Linked DNA regions of Mus musculus: region 1 is linked to region 2. A link is a contact called in public HiChIP or PLAC-seq data. All regions are on one chromosome and are shown on one strand. The core of a region is the stretch at or near the end of the contact, and the rest is flanking DNA. Distances in the headings are between cores, read along the strand shown.

Region 1 (4,632 bases), core at 1,784-4,283, 250 kb after region 2:
GACTCATGGTAGATGTTGAGACAGTGGGTGGGGGTTGGTGCCTTGCTCTCTGGTAGATAGCATTAGAGGTCAACACCCACAAACATGGGTGGGTTATAACGGTTGGAAGATGGAATGTTTCTCCTGAATTCCCAGTGTCCGTGACTCTTAAGGGTAGAATCCTACCCCACCCTCAAATTCTAATGCCATAGTTTGCAATGGAGACAGGAAGTAGCCTATGTCACCCACAGGATAGTGTAGTGTCAGCGGCTGGCTTGGTCCTCTTCCCCAGGCTGGTGGTTTTTGTTTTGGGGTTTTTTTGGTTGTTTTTTGTGTTTGTTTTCAGTTTCCTGAGTGTCTCAAGTAGTCTATTCTTGGGGTTCTTTACACACACACACAAATGCCTATGAGAAGTCTTTAGTAGACTTCCAGTTAGCCACAATGGATACAGTAAGCGAAGCCCAGGAAGAAATGATCACCAATCCTTTTTTAACAGGAAGCATTATTAAGAGACAAACCAAGGGCTGGAGAGATAGCTCAGTGGTTAAGAACACTGGCAGCTCTTCCAGATCAGGGTTCAGTTCCCAGCACCTACATAGCACTTCATAACTCCCTCTGACTCCAGTTCCAGGGCGTCTGACAATCTCACACAGATGTATATGCAGGAAATAGAAGAATGCACATAAAATAAAAATAAATTATGAGAGAGAGAGAGAGAGAGAGAGAGAGAGAGAGAGAGAGAGAGAAAGAGAGAGAGAGAGCAAGAGAGAGACCCAACTATAGGAGGTGGCCCAAACCTGTAATTCTAGCTCTTGAGAGGCAAAGACAGGGAGACTGCTTCTTCAGGGCAAGCCTAATCTATATAGAAAGTTCTAGACTAGCTAAGGTTACTTACTTAGTGAGACTGCCTAAAAAAAAAAAAAGACCAAAGGCCAAAAGCTTGAGGAAGCTCTCAGCTGTCCTTTTCTGTTTACTCTGAAGGACAAGTAGCCGAAGTCCCAGAGGAATAGAATTTTACCAAGGAATCTTTACATGGCCACAAGAGCCTTAGCTATGTATCAGGCAAGAAACATTTGTTTTCTTGTGGTTTTAGGAACCTAAGATGTTATTGCTAAGCAAGTTCTCTACCACTGAGCTTTGTTTTTAGCCCTTTGTGTCATTTAGGAGTCAATTCTTTAGCCTTACAGACAGGTGAGGACCAAGCCCCTCCGTTTGGACATCAGATGACTATTTTCTAGCTCCGTGACCTGGGTAGGTGTCTTAGGACACGGTTTTGCTTTCTCTAATTAGAGAACAGAAAAGGAACTTCCTGACCCAGATTAGTAGTCAGTGAAGTGACATGATGTTTATGAAATTTCTTTAGGAAATAGTTTTACTTTAAGAAAATTGTGTTTTATTAACATCACGATTAAGCTAACCCATTCCCTTGTCTAATGCTGCATGGAGTTTAAACTTTCTGAGAAGCCCCACATTAAATCAGAGATGGCGAAACACTCGGTAGGAATTACATTGTGACATGGTTCATTTCTGAGATGTCATGTGGCCCATCTTTGGTGGGCACCATGGACTGTGCGAGTGAGTGTCAGCAGGTCTGGGATGGGAAGCTTCAGATATTTCTGGACAGCCAGTGTGGGCTGGCATCCTGGCAAGGCTTGGCATTCTACTGTATGGGGCCATGCCAACCATTCCTTTCTCTGAAGAGCTCCCAGCATAGTTCAGGCCTCCCAAGTGATGTTTATCAAACCCAGAGAAACAAGTACTGTCTAGTGGTTTGAGTCAGCGTGAGCAGTAGCCAAGACAGCTCACGGGTCTCCTCCCTGACATCAGCTTACTCTTCTTCAGAGTCAGTATGCAAATCACTTTGAAAGCCTCCCCTCTCTCCCTCTGCTCTCTCTGCATTTCTTCCTTTCCCTTCCCTTCTTCTTCCTCTTCTTCCTTTGGCTCCCCAGACATGTACAAGAAGGGAACATTCTACTGTCAAAGGCAGAGTGGAGGGAAGCTGGCTCTGTAGACACTAATTATAATTGATCACGTATATCTGCTGATGTTAAAGATCAGAGATGCTGTCAAAAGGATCCCGTGACCTTTGCATCCTGGAACCAAAGAGTGTCTTATAGACTTTAGGGGAAAGTCTTTGAAAGCTCACATTGTTCAGAGGAACTGATGGATGCTTTTCCTCTGACCTCAGAGCGGTGCGCTCTGCGGTTAATGTGCAGACATCTTTCCTCCTTAATCTTTTATTTTTTTAATCATTCTTCATCCAGTCTGTCATTTATTCCTTCTAAAATAAATAGCATTATAGAACAAATTAAGGCTTCCTCACCGAACATCAGCACCTAATTGAGTGGTCAGTTAGGATGTTTAGAGGCTCTGGGGCTGGCTCAGAGACCTTGCTATGCAAGAAGAGAATCTCCAGGGAGTGTTAGGTCATTGTGATAGGCCCATTCCAGAAAGTTCTTAAAGTTACCAGAATCTAGATTATATTAGAAAAAAACGGTCTGTTGTTGCTGCTTCTGTATTTTGGTTTTCTGCCAGTGAGGTTGATATGTAAGGGGGCAGGGTGGACAGGAGAGTGGGGAGGTGGGAAGGGAGCTAGTCTGAGGATTTCCATATCATTAATGGGATCCTTAAAATGTCAAGTAAAGCCATCAATCTAACCTCATTCATAAAGTTACATCCAGATTCCGATTTATATCCCATTCCTATTGCAATGGTCTTGATAGAGAGAATCTGGCATGGCCCTCATCCCAGCTCTGGTGTGAGCTTGAAGATCCCCATGGTATAAACAGGCATCGGAGGATCAGAGAGGTGAAGGATCAGAGTCTAACAGTGAGTGACCAGGAGGAGCTCCTGGGCCCTTGCCGCTGTGCGACATGGGTTTGGTGAGGTGCTGCTCTGTAGTTGTTCAAGTGTGAGCTGCTTCTGTGAAAACACAGATCTTAGTAATGAACAGTGCTGAAAGAGAGGAAGTAATGGATTGTGCTCGCCCTGCTCGCCTGAAGGATAAAGCACAACCAGATGGGTGCTGTAGATATGTAGAGTGCACATGAAATAGAAAGCCCTTCCTGCTTCCTGCTACAGCCAGAAGGCTGCCAAGCCTGGCAGCCGGACTTGTTTATGAACAAGGGGGCCCTAACCTGAGGAAGTTGACCAGATTCTAAATGTAAGAAAGAGGAGGCCAAAGTCAAAGCACCAATGTGGGAGAAGGAGGGGCGGAGGAAGACAGTTCACATCGGGTGAGCAACTCGAGAGCAAAAGTCTAGGGGCTTCTTCTGACCGGAAGTCACTGTCTTCCATCAGGATAGACAACAACAGGCCAGAGGAAGGGCAAGGCCTGAAGGGCCCAGATAGCCTCTGTGAGACAAATAACAGCCCCCGAGCAAAGGAGGAAGCCTGTAAATCAGGAAGAGGGGACAGTGGTGTGCAGGCCTCACCAAGGCTGTCAGAATCTGTATGGAGCCTTGTGGGTATGGAAAGACCTGCTCTCAGGCAGCAGGTCCCCACTGAGCACCTCAGCTCCACCACAGAGAGCCAGGGTCTGCTTAGATTATAATTTGTAGTGGTTTTCATGATGTGTATGCTATCATAAAGACATTGATTTCTAAAACAACAGCAACAAATTACAAAATGTTAAATAATGTCTATAGAAAGGAAATACAATGCATTTTCACATTGCAAAAGATGTCACTAACGTAGATGGCCTTCCTGGAAAAAAAAATCACTTTTAGAGATGAAATTGTAAACTGGAAACAAAATGGTTTGTGGGCTCTGTTCATCAGCTATGACTATTAGCCCAGTAGGGTTAGTTGACCTGCATACAACATGGAATGGAATTTGAATTGCAATATGAAGACTTTAGAATCTTCATAGATTTAATCAATGAAAATTGAAGCAAATCTGTGACAAAGCTTTTGGCAGGACCTGAGTATTCAAGAGCTTTCTGTCTTGTGTATACGGTCTTTACACATGTAGGATGCTAGTATCCTACCATCGAAACTTTCCCTGATCACATGGGTAATAACTGAAGATGCTGAATAACTTCTAAACTTATTATTTTATGAATTTGTTTCACATATTTCATCTGCCATTCATAAAGCTAGGAATTCATTTTCTCCTCCTTGCTTAAGCACAAATAAGTATAGTCACAACTATTTGTATGTATGTGCATGCGTGTGCGTGTGCGTGCGTGCGTGCGTGCGTGCGTGCGTGCGTGCGTGCGTGTGTGTGTGTGTGTGTGTGTGTGTGTGTGTGTGTGTGCATGTTGCTAGGGGTTGAGCCTAGGATCTTGTACACACTAACAAAGTGCTCTACCATGACCTATACCTCTTCATTCTACTTTTTATGTTTAGAACAGGTATCTCACTAAGTCACCCGAACTGGCTTTGAACTTGTTCATTGGCCCAGTCAGATTGTAAATTTATAATTTCCCTGCCTCAGCTCCCCCAAGTAACTAGGATTACTGGCCTGACACAATTTTTCATTTGTTGCTCTGTCGAGCAGAGAAGAAAGGGGAGGAAGGGGAAGGAATTAGAGGGAGGGGAGAGGATGCTGTGCACACAGCTTGTCTCCTTGGCTCCAGTGCATCACTCTGTAGTAGGTGGTAACTTCCCTGGCTTATATTTAGGAACAATAAGGCTCAATGAGATTAACTGC
Region 2 (4,650 bases), core at 789-3,288:
CCACTTCCATTTCTCGGTCTCTTTATTTTATATTTTCTATATATTAAGGGCCTTCCTTCCCTGTTTGTTTTCTTACCCATCCCCCCATATCTGTTCCTGGAATCTGAACTTGAACTCTTTGTTTCATATGTCTGATTGGTTGGCCCTATTTACTTAGGTATTTGTGTGTTCACATATTTATTTATTACTGGGGATGCAAATCTAATTTTGATGCTGAGGTGTGGGTCACTGATAGAACGTTTGTCTAGCATGCTTGAGTCCATGTGTTCTATCACCTGCATGACTCAAGGGAAGGGAGGGAGGGAGGAGTGGAGGGAAGGAGGGAGAGAGGGGAGATGAAGGAGGAAGGGCCTATGGGGCCCGTAACACCCCCAGAGCAGAGGGAGAGAGGGGAGATGAAGGAGGAAGGACCTATGGGGCCCGTAACACCCCCAGAGCAGCAGAGTACTGGAAGAACTGGTGGAGATGGATATGCCACTAGGGGGCAGAAAAGACTCAGACCCCTGCCCCCTGTGCTTGTGAGATCTATCTCTACTAAAGTTACTTGGGGGTGGGGGCAGAGATTGTCATAGCTAAAAGCAAAGTTTCTGAAAGTCATTACCCTAGGCTGCTATGGTAAGCAGTGTTTTCTATGTATGAAGGAGTCACTTGGGATCTTGTCAAACACAGATTTCTCACAGGTTCCCAAGTAGGCTGGGGATTACAGACGATGCTTTAAAGTGGTCAAGGTCTCAAATATCACACATAAATCATTGTTCTCTCTCTCTCTCTCTCTTTCTCTCTCTCTCTCTCTCTCTCTCTCTCTCCATCAACTATCAATAATTATCTTTACTATGACTAGCTTATATGACCATTCAGGATGAGATCAGTAGCAACTGTGTAACTCACCCCATGACAAATAAAATCCACGATGCTGGTTGGTGGTCATAGGTAACCAGAAGGGACTCAGCACACTGAGGTGGCCCTTTCTGAAATGCATTACTTCCTTGGATACTGTGGACACTTAAGAGTGTTCCCTCCCTCTCTAGTGCCCACCAAGGTCTAGGAGACATTCCTATGAGCCAAAGTAGGAGGGAACCATACAGACCTAAACCATCTAAAGCCCAGAAAACTCCGGAATTTTCAAAAGCAATCGTGGATCTTTCCAGATTCTGTCTAATCTTACAGAAGTCCTCAACACAGATTAGAAGCAGACTGTGCTTGCATATATTCATCTCCTCTGTATATTGAACAAATACCAAATAAGTAGGCTTGAGACTACACATTAGCAAGCTGTCACGTTAGCTCCTAACTGCGTGCATGCATGCGTGCTTGTATGCTTGTGTGTATGTGTGAATGTGCATGTGTGCCTCTGTGTGTGTGTACACGTCTTAGCATGTGCACAGAATTCAGATGGACATTGGTTGTTCTGCTTTGTGAGGCTCCCCTTTATTCCCTAAGATGGTCTCTCCCTGAGACTGAAGCTCTCCATTTCAACTGAGCTGGCTGGATTCATGGCTGGCTGAGATTTCGTGGTCTCTGTCCTCCAACTCTCAATTGGAGACACTCAGATCCCCGCTTCTATGCGTGTGCTGGGAATTTGTCTGAACGCAGGTCCTTATGCATACACGGCAAGCACTCTTACCCTCTGAGACATTTCCATAGTCTTTCCATATCATTTTTTTATCCTGTCCCCAATATACTTGTTTTTGTTGCATGGAGAGGAGGGGAAGGGAAGCCCTAAGTGTTTGTTTTGCAGTCACAGATGACAGTAAGTCCTCTTGCTTTAGGGTGTAATTCTTTTTTCCTCTTTCCTTACAGCTGTGACCTAGTTAATTGTAGGTGGGAATCAAACGCCCAAATCATCAGGCTTTTGGCTTGGCTTAGGATCTTGCTGTTAAGTGGTAGGATGTCCTCCTTAATGACAGGAAGTCGGGTCCCCTGATCAGCAACATTTGTGTTCTTTGAGCTCAGAGATAAAGAACTGGGTGTATAAGGCTGTGGTTTCCTTGTGGTCAGGGACAAGAGTCAAGGGATAGATGAGTCTGTGACCCATGGATGAATCACTCCTGCCAAAACAGTTGAAATGTTCATCTCAGTGTTCTGGCCTGGAGTCCTCCAGTCCATGTGGACAAAGGAGAGAATGACTCACTCACTGTCCTTTTATGGCTTCATTGCTAATGTTGAGCATCCTATAGACCAGAATATGATATCATTAAGAAGCCACTTTAGCCGGGCGGTGGTGGCACATGCCTTTAATCTCAGCACTTGGGAGGCAGAGACAGGCAGATTTCTGAGTTCGAGGCCAGCCTGGTCTACAAAGTGAGTTCCAGGACAGCCAGGGCTACACAGAGAAACCCTGTCTCGAAAAACCCCCAAAAAAAGTGAGTGACGACTGTAAAGGCAGGAATGTAACACAAATAAGCCAGGTGTGCTGGCACATGCCTTTAGTTCCAGCACCTAGGAGAGAGGCAGGTATCTGTGAGTTTGAAGCCAGCCTGGTCCACAAAATGAGTTCCAGGACAGCCAGGGCTACACAGAGAAACCCTGTCTCGAAAAAAAGAAGAAGAAGGAAGAGGAAGAAGAAGAAGAAGAAGAAGAAGAAGAAGAAGAAGAAGAAGAAGAAGAAGAAGAAGAAGAAGAAGAAGAAGAGGAGGAGGAGGAGGAGGAGGAGGAGGAGGAGGAGGAGGAGGAGGAGGAGGAGGAGGAGGAGGAGGAGGAGGAGCCTTTAGGGCTGAGGATGTTGAGTGCTCATTTAGCATTCGTGGAGCTGCAGGCTCTGCCTATCCTTGCATGATTTAGTCATGGTGGTATATACATATAATCCAAGTTCATCTTCAGTTACATATAGATTTTGAGGTCGGCCTGGGCTACATGAGATCCTGTCTCAAATAAAAACAAACAAACAAAGGAGGAATTGTTGAATAGTTCAGTTGGTAAAGATTTGTCCTGCAAACATGAGGACCTGAGTTTGGCTCCCAGAGCCTATGTAAAATCAGCTAAGCATGGTGGTATACTCCTATAATCTTATCAATGGTTAGATGGTAGCAGCCAGATCCCTAGGGCTCATGGGCCAGCCAGCTTAGCCTACTTGCATAGCTTCAGGCCAGTAAGAGACTATCACAAAAGACAAGGTGAACAGCCCCTGGGGTATTTCCTGAAGGACAAATCTTGAGGTTTTTTTTTTTCCTCTGGCCTACACACACACTTTAATATGCACCTGCACACACATGAACATACATTCATACACACAAGTAGAAAAGAAACAAGAACTCTAGAATCCTAGCAAGAATCTATTGAGTCACATATGAGAAAGTTCAGAGTCGTTTTAGCAGTTTCCAGGCAACTCTGAGTGTCCCCATGGCTGGCAGAAAACTTCAACACCATGAGTGAGAGGAACTCATGTAACATACAGTGACCTTGAGATCTATTGGACAGTGATTCTCTTCCTCAGCTCTATAATAGAAACCCTAAGGTGCCTATAAGGAATCCCGAGTCCTTCCCCATGACAGTAACGTCAGAATCCCCAGGGATGGGTTCAAGTAGAAAGCTTCTAGGTGGTTCTGATGCACAGCTAGAGCCATCCACCAAGAGGCCATGGGAAAGGCAGATCATGCTCGGCTGACTTGAGCAGGCAACAATAGCCGACTCTACAGCTTTGAAGTCACTGCCTTAAGGTATGCTGGAAACCCTCGTGGCTTTGGATAACTCGTAGTTTCTTTCCTACATCTGGGTCAAGTCAATGGGCTTTGGTGTGCTTCCTGCTCTTCAACATGGTGCAGTCTGCTGGAGCCACAGACTCTGTCCCTTGTCTACTCTAGACCGCTCATCTCTACTCCCTGAAGCCCACCTGTGTTTAAAGTTATTTTGATGGAGCTACAGCCTGAAGCAGCCTGTAACATCTAACTCTAAAAACTGTTGTAGGCTGCTGGGATGTGCTGTCTTGACCATCCAACTTGACCTTGAGCAGAACCAGCCCACAGGAACATGGCCTCCGTCACAGTGAACAGAATGGCCAGTCCTAAGACTTCTTTAGACCTGTCTATCACCAGTGGCTAATTTATGAGAAGTGCAGTTCTAGCTATGGGACAGTGAGGCACTGATTCTGCCTTATTAAGAGACATTTGCTGACGGTACTTAGTTCTTAAGTACCCCAGCAGTCTCCAAATCAGAAACTGTTGCCTGTGGTACTTCCTTTAGGGAAAATAGCTGACATCCTGTCCAATTCCTTTCTGCTTCTGTGGAACTTTGAATCCAATTGCTCCACACAAAGACATTTTTTAAAGGAAAACACATCAATCTTCTGTATGTTTTACAGCTAATCAAGCAAGGCTGAATGTACTGCTGTTCGTATAGATGACCACATGCTCTCGTGGAGTGACTGAGCAGAAGTAGTGACATTTTCTTGTGAATTGAAGACCATTCCGTCTCTTTTTATTCTTACATATCTGATCGTTTCCCCAATGGCAGAGTTGCCTCAGTTTCAGGGAAGATGATCTTTGATTTATTTACCCCAAGTGAAGGGAAAAGACCTCTTGGGAATTCAGGGATATGTCAGGCCTTAGATTAAGTAAATGTTTCACTTATAGAATCCCTGTGTCCTGTGTCAGACATTGGCAAGACATGGGAGAGGTGCAGAAAGAGGAAGTTCCAGATGACCAATAAAAGGTA

Evidence for each region. HiChIP or PLAC-seq counts read pairs in DNA pulled down with a chosen protein or histone mark.
Region 1: a contact with region 2 is called in an H3K27ac HiChIP or PLAC-seq map of microglia, with 5 times the contacts expected there. The contact joins two enhancer-like sites. A contact is called at or near these places in 4 of 484 Hi-C or Micro-C datasets (the N1E-115 cell line, cerebellar granule neurons, cerebral cortex and 1 more), 4 of 115 datasets of contacts at active chromatin or transcription factors (embryonic fibroblasts, embryonic limb bud, microglia and 1 more) and 1 of 9 other capture datasets (adipose tissue).

Annotation. Positions count from the first base shown.
Region 1 is chr2:4,567,513-4,572,144 of GRCm38.p6, forward strand. All of the region lies in intron 13 of Frmd4a (FERM domain containing 4A), which reads left to right. Among named protein-coding and RNA genes, the nearest start is that of Gm13179, 25 kb to the right of the region's middle. Within about 2 kb of position 3,034, at least 92 of the 459 cell types and tissues checked have an H3K27ac peak or open chromatin away from gene starts, as enhancers often do. A contact at or near this core is called in the N1E-115 cell line, adipose tissue and microglia, where this site is marked.
Region 2 is chr2:4,316,308-4,320,957 of GRCm38.p6, forward strand. All of the region lies in intron 1 of Frmd4a (FERM domain containing 4A), which reads left to right. Among named protein-coding and RNA genes, the nearest start is that of Gm23691, 62 kb to the right of the region's middle. Within about 2 kb of position 2,039, at least 63 of the 459 cell types and tissues checked have an H3K27ac peak or open chromatin away from gene starts, as enhancers often do. A contact at or near this core is called in the N1E-115 cell line, adipose tissue and microglia, where this site is marked.